Linked DNA regions of Pan troglodytes: region 1 is linked to region 2. Evidence: chromatin contacts called from public Hi-C data. All regions are on one chromosome and are shown on one strand. The core of a region is the stretch at or near the end of the contact, and the rest is flanking DNA. Distances in the headings are between cores, read along the strand shown. Region 1 overlaps RGS20 (regulator of G protein signaling 20). Region 2 overlaps RGS20 (regulator of G protein signaling 20).

What was found. A called contact is a pair of places that touch in the nucleus more often than the background predicts.
Region 1: a Hi-C map of stem cell-derived neural progenitor cells shows a contact between it and region 2, with 1.6 times the contacts expected there. The contact joins two enhancer-like sites. A contact is called at or near these places in 2 of 7 Hi-C or Micro-C datasets (blood and stem cell-derived neural progenitor cells).

What each region holds. Positions count from the first base shown.
Region 1 is chr7:62,530,698-62,534,053 of NHGRI_mPanTro3-v2.0_pri, reverse strand. The region is part of intron 3 of RGS20 (regulator of G protein signaling 20); the gene reads right to left. Among named protein-coding and RNA genes, the nearest start is that of TCEA1, 77 kb to the left of the region's middle. Within about 2 kb of position 1,578, at least 6 of the 24 cell types and tissues checked have an H3K27ac peak or open chromatin away from gene starts, as enhancers often do. A contact at or near this core is called in stem cell-derived neural progenitor cells, where this site is marked.
Region 2 is chr7:62,489,133-62,492,882 of NHGRI_mPanTro3-v2.0_pri, reverse strand. The region is part of intron 2 of RGS20 (regulator of G protein signaling 20); the gene reads right to left. Among named protein-coding and RNA genes, the nearest start is that of RGS20, 54 kb to the right of the region's middle. Within about 2 kb of position 1,747, at least 8 of the 24 cell types and tissues checked have an H3K27ac peak or open chromatin away from gene starts, as enhancers often do. A contact at or near this core is called in stem cell-derived neural progenitor cells, where this site is marked.

The sequences.
Region 1 (3,356 bases), core at 329-2,828, 41 kb before region 2:
TGGTTTCTACTATTGAGAAAGAGTTAGAAATTATTGTGTTCAATTATACTTAGAATAATGATTTTTTAAATAAAAACATTCATTAGAAAATAGTAAAAAAGGGTTGGGTGCGGTGGCTCATGCCTGTAACCCCAGCACTTTGGGAGGCCAAGGCAGGAGGATCACTTGAGGCCAGGAGTTTAAGACCAGCCTGGGCATCATAGCGAGACCCTGTCTCTATTTAATACAAAAATTAAAAAAATGAAAATAGTAAAAAAGTAAGACTGTCAGGAATGTATTGGGGTTTCATTTCATTTTCTGCATCTTAAAAAGTATACATCCTCTAGGCTTTGTTTCCAGTCAAAATGGAGGCTTCATATATTTATAGGCAAATATACAAAAGTAGTAGAGAAAAATAAAGTGCAAAATCAAAATCTATTGTATTTCTCTAAAGAGTTTGTTTTCTTATACACATTCTGTACATTTGTCTGTAAACTTATTCCAAGTTTTTTTGTTGTTATCGTAAATGGAATTTGTACTTTTATCTCATCTTCTAACTGGTTATTGTTGTAATATGAATGCTACTTTTTTTTTTTTTTTGAGACCAAGTCTTGCTCTGCTGCCCAGGCTGCAGTGCTGTGGCGCAATCTCAGCTCACTGCAACCAAGCGATTCTTGTGCCTCAGTCTCCTGAGTAGCTGGGACTACAGGCATGTGCCAACACGCCCAGCTACTTTTTGTATTTGGTTTCACCATGTTGGCCAGGCTGGTTTCAAACTCCTAACCTCAAGTGATCCACCCACCTGGACCTCCCAAAGTGCTGGGATTACAGGCATGAGCCACCGTGCCCGGCCACTTTCTTAATCACTTTTTTGAGCTATCATTCATATGCCGTCAAGTTTATCTGTTTAAAGTGTACAATTCAGTGGTTTTTAGTATACTCACAAAGTTGTGCAACCATCCCTACTATCTAATTCCAGAACATTGTCATCACCCCCAAAAGAAACCCCACCAGTAAGCAGTCACTGCTTATCACCTGTATCTCCCCACTCTACCGGCCCTAAGCAAGCACGAATCCGCTTCCTGTCTCTATAGATTTGCCTGTTCTGGAGCATACCGTATGTGATCTTTGCTGGCTGTCTCCTTTCACTTGGCGTAATGTTTTTGCACTTAGCCCATGCCATAGCATGTATCGGCACTTCATTTCATTTTCCAGTTGAATAATATCTCACTGTTTGGATAGACACATCACATTTCGTTTGTCCATTCATCAGCAGATAGACATTCGGGTTGTTTCCACATTTTGGCTGCATGAATCATGCTGCTATGCACATTCCTGTGCAAGTACGTGCGAACATATATTTGTGTTTCTCTCAAGTAGAAACTTCGGAGTAGAATTGCTGAGTCATATGGTAACTTGAGTTTTAACATTTTGAGGAACTCCCAAACTGTTTTACAAAGCAATTGCACCATTTCACATGGTAATATTTGAGGGATCCAATTTCTCCATGTCCTTGCCAACAGTTACTGTTGTCTTTTTTATTCTAGCTTCATAAGTGGGTGAGAAGTGGTATTTCATTGTGGTTTTGATTTGCATCTTGCTAATGACTACTGATGTGGAACACCTTTTCATGCATTTACTAGCTATTTGTACATCTTTGGAGAGATGTGTGTTCAGATCTTTTGACTATTTCTAAATTGATTTATTTGCATTTTATTATTGAAATGGAAGTGTTCTTTATTTTAAGATCTGAGGCCTAAAGAGTATTATTTTAATGATAATTTTATATCCTTCTTATTTCTGAATTCTTCTGTATTTGTATCAGTTATAGCTATAATTCTCTTCGGGTTTCATCTGCAAATAGGAAGAATTTTACCTCTTTATTTCCAATTCTCAGGCCTCTAATTTTCTTGTCTAATTAGCTAACACCTAAAATACTTTTTTTTTTTTTGAGATGGGGTCTCGCTCTGTCTCCCAGGCTGGAGTGCAGTGGCGTGATCTCAGCTCACTACAACCTCCGCCTCCCGGATTTAAGCGATTCTCCTCCCTCGGCCTCCTGAGTAGCTGGGACTACAGGCGCGCACCACCACACCCGGCTAATTTTTGTATTTTTAGTAGAGACGGGGTTTCACTATGTTGGTCCCGCTGGTCTTGAATTGCTGACCTTGTGATCTGCCCGCCTCAGCCTCCCAAAGTGTTGGGATTACAGGCGTGAGCCATGGCGCCTGGCCAAATACATTGTTAAATAGTAGTAGAGATTGTGGACATTTTGCCTTATTCATGATTTTTGCAGGAATGCTTTCAGCATCCCATCAACATAAAAATAGATTTTATCACTGACAATTTGGGTTTTCTTTATCTTGTTGCTACTGTATTTTCTATATTCTTTATTATATCTTTTCTTAACACTCTTTATTTTATAAAAGTTTTTTAGCCTGTTTTTAGCACAACTGTTTTATAAATTTTCAGTGTGTGTGTGTGTGTGTGTAGCTCTATTTTTCTTTAAAGGCAAAATCATTAGAAATGCAGGAACCCTTTTGACTTCTTTCTTTCATGATGTCACGGCTAAATAGTTTCAGTAAATAATGGCTTCTTTAAAAAAAATCCAACCAAAAAAAACTTGAGAGGCATCTGAGTGGTACGCTCTCTGCATGACTTCCGAGGCTTCTTTTGTAAGCAAAACACATTACTGCTCAGTGGGTATGAAAAAGCAGAGGAAAAAAGAGATGAATTTGACAGGAGATTCCTCAGAGAACCAGAAGCTGTACTGCAAACTAAATAATGCAAACTTATTTCAGCTTTGATATACTTTTTCCCTCATTTCAAGTAAGAATGTTTTAAAGAGACAATGTGTTTTTGAAAAAGAGAAGAATTTTTTTTTGTGAAGTTTTCTTTACCTCGGTCCACTGTTATTGTTACAGCAGACCTAGAAGATGTCTATAGTAGCCAAGATAGTTGCTCGCTGTGTTTTAGGAAGTTTCAGTAAAAGAAGACCCATGGCCAGATATATTTTGGTAAAATTTTGAGTGATAAAGAGAAAACTTACTAGAAAGGAAAAAAACTTTATATTCAACTGAACAAGAATCAGCATGCCTTCCCTTATAACACTAAATACCAGAAGGCCTTACAGCAAAATGTTGAGAAAGATTCACAAGTACTTAGAAAAGAAATTGCCATTTACTTTTCTTGAAAATTGACTTGACTATGTATATTAATATGGATAAATCTCAAAAGTGTGGTGAAAAAAAAACAAGGAAATTCACTATTAAAACAGTTGAAGTTTGCTGTGTACTTTTCCCCATCTCATTTCTTCCTCTCTTTACCCTAGCGAGAGCCACCATTTTTAACTTACTGTTTACCATTCCAATTCATAATTA
Region 2 (3,750 bases), core at 498-2,997:
CTTAATAGATACAGGAAGGCTAACAAGACATAGAAAACATCAAATGCTTCAGAAAAAAATGTGGTTCACAAGCAGGAGGAATCTGCGTGCTTTGTTATCTGAGATAAGGAAGAATGGGACCAGTGGGAAGGCCGCTCTGATACCAAGCCACCCGGCCACTTAGGTCCATTGCTTCTCCCAGATTTTTGTTACGATATGCTACAGAGTTAATTGATGGGACATTTCTTTCTGCTTTCACATTGAAGAAATGACTAATGACATTAAAATGGGGTGGAACATGAAGCCAGAGAGCTATGTCTGGGGATTTTACAGCTTTGGTAATCCCCAATATACCAACTATAGCAGATGGACACAAACAAGGGAGTCTCCCTCCTAACTCTCAGCTGTAAGCCTTCCCCTTGCATTGCACTGGGATGCTATGATTTTACCTTAGTCCCTCAGTTGTGCCCTATACATATCTCTCCCAGTACTTTTTTAAGCCTGTTCAAACGATTGGGTCTTTGTTGCTGTTCCACATTAAGAACAAAACTCCTTTCCTCATGAGCCTCATTCATTTCAATTTCACTGTTTTCTGAGCTCCCACTGACTGTGGTTCCCAGGTGCATGAAAAGCACTGCGATATTCCAGGAATATCCTCCTGTACTGCAGCCTCAAGAGACACTCTCATTTCCTTGTTCTCTGCAGTAATGTTTCTGAGTATTTAACACAACGTGTTTCAATTTACTCCTAATTTTACCTTCCTCTAGGTCGTCCTGCCTTCTAGGTTTCCCCTGCCTGGGAAATCTTTCTCTAATACTATTTTGCCTTGGATGGAGGATGATTTCCCACAGATACCACATTTGCCAGCACACTTAGGGGGCCACTCGATAGTAAAGTAGCAGAGGGTTGAGTGAGTTGGGTTTTTTTTCTTTTTTTGAGATGGAGTCTTGCTCTGTCACCCAGGCTGGAGTGCAGGGGTGCTGTCTCGGCTCACTGCAACCTCCACCTCCCGGTTTCAAGTGATTCTCCTGCTTTAGCCTCCCAAATAGCTAGGACTATAGGCACGTGCCACCATGCTCGGCTAATTTTTTGTATTTTTAGTAGGGACGAGGTCGTGATCCGCCCGCCTCAGCCTCCCAAAGTGCTGGGATTACAGGCATGAACCACCGCGCCTGGCCTGAGTGAGTTTTTTGTAGGGTCCTCTGGTCTTAAATACTTGGTCTTAAAGTTGGATGTTCACTTGTGGGTGGAGGAGGGGGACCCTGTGACCCAGGCCCCTCTCAGCCCCATGCATGCCTCTGACTTCAGACAGAACTGGAAGTCGAATGAATGGGAGGAGGAAAAGGATGGAAAAGCCATTTGGCTGGGGACAGGAGGCATAAAGTGTGTTGGGGAGAGGGACAAATCTCATGTGAAGGGCTCTAGGCTTCCAGAACCTGAAGGAAACAGTTTCTGAACATGTTTGGCTTCGAGGAGAATGAGTTCACAGGAAGTCTTTTTTTGGCCGCTCACTAGATTCTCATTCAAGAATTTACACAATGAAGTTAGAAAAACAGACCTGCTGAATCCACGCTAAACTCTCCTTGGGTTTAGCTGCCTACCTGAAAATAGCAACAGGGGAATGTGGCTTTCTCTGAATCACGTACTGCAAGAGTAACACCGGGTCACCAGATGCTGCTGAAGTCACAAACAGGCCCTGTTACTATTAGCAGCCGAGATGTAAGCTGAATGCTGGTCAACAGTGATGCTCTGTTTAGTAGGATGCTGAGATGAGGCGATTCTAAATTTGAGAGGACGCTGGCCCATTATCCTGCAGTATAGTCATCACCAGACAAAAGTCCATCTCACTGTGGCTCATGAAATATTAATGAAGAGCTAGAATTACTTGCACTGACTTCAGCACAAATAGACCAAAAAATCAAATCAAAGCTCTATCTTCCACTATGTTTGATACAGAAAGCCAACAGTTTAGTAGCTGGTGGATTTTTGTGGAAATTCTAAACTTTGCTTCCACGCAAATCTATGGGTTTTCAAAAATTTCTGTCTTTTGGTTTTATTGTCTGACTATTTGGGTTTTATTGTCTATTTTAAGAAAAAGCTGGTCCATTGTTTTCTAGTAGGGGAAGTCAACTGGAAGCTTAATAGTAACAAAAGACTTTTGAATTATAATTACTTCCAGATGGATGCTTACAGATGTCCTCATCTTTTAAAAAACCACTTAAGCATCTTACCATCTGTTTTTCAGTGACTTATCATGGAAATCTTTACACTTTTGTTTATATAGCCGTTGCCAAATGTGTAAGCCCCAGGAGGTTTTAAGCCAGTGAAGGCTTTAAGACTATAATAAGAGTGTCTTTCTCTTCTCTTCTGCCATTACTAAATGAACATCCTATATAACTCAACTTTTACAATGGCCTTTTGGGAAGTATTAGAAAGAAGAGAGTATGATCTGAAGGAAATAAATAAATTATGTATGTTTTTATTTGTTCTTTCCTAATGTCAGCCAACAACGAAGGAGCATTTTGTAAGTACTGATTGAAATCTTTATTAAGAGCTTTGCTTATCCCAGGAAATAGTGGCATTCTCAAGAAAATTGCAGCTGGGGTGCATTCCCAGTGATAACTTGGCCCAGGGCACCTCTGAAAGTATTAAACACTTGGGAAAATCTTTGTCTGTGGGGCTGCTTTAGGGACTCTTCAAATGGCTGAGGAATGTATGAGGCCATCATTAATGGTTTGCATGAGAATGGCCAGCTATTTACTGTTTCCCAGCAAGGAGCAGGCTCCCTAATGAGAATTTCTGCGTAGTTATTGCAAATTATAGAAAAAAACAGCCAAATTACTTACATCATAGAAAAATTAATGTCGAAAATCAAAGTTGTGGCCAGGCGTGGTGGCTCACGCCTGTAATCCTAGCACTTTGGGAGGCCAAGGCAGAAGGATCACTTGAGGTCAGGAGTTCGAGAACAGCCTGGCCAACATGGCGAAATCCCATCTCTACTAAAAATATAAAAATTAGCCAAGTGTGGTGGCAGGCACCTGTAATCCCAGCTACTTCAGCTACTTGGGAGGGTGAGGCAGGAGAATCACTTGAACCTGGGACGCGGAGGTTGCAGTGAGCAGAGATCACACCACTACACTCCAGCCTGGGTGACAGAGTGAGACTTGGTTAAAAAAAAAAAAAAAAGCAAAGTTATTATCTCCCCAGACAAAGCTACCCCTTCTTGTTTTTTCTCTCTTGGTAAGCAGTGTTACTATCTCTCCAGTTGTTCAAGAAAACTTATCATCCTCAACTCCTCCCAATCCTAACTCCTGGCAAAGGCAAAGGCAATCTGTCTCCCAGCATGCCTCTCACATCTGCCCTGTTCTTCTCCACGTGATATGGCCCTAGTTAACATCTCAGGTCTAGATAATGGTGGAGGTCTCCCAGCCACTCACTCTGCCTCCATTCTCACCTTGGATAAAAGGTAAAATTCTGGTAGGAGCTGTAAGAACACCGCAAATACCCTTCTTCCCTCTGTGGTATTTCTGCTCTGCTTCTCCTTCTGAAGCAGCATCTAGTGCTGAGACTTGGTAGGGAGGGACCTGGCTTTAGGGTGAGTGTGCTTTTCTTGGGAAATACCTTTCATTGTGGAAGGTGGGGTAGGCAAGGCCAAGGGACAGAAGAACAAGTTCCCTGATGCTGCTTGGCTCAGGCTGGGAAGAAGCATGGAGAGTGCTGAGCTGTGTAAGTGACATCACCAAGGCTGCAGAGCTGGCAGAGATCCTGGGC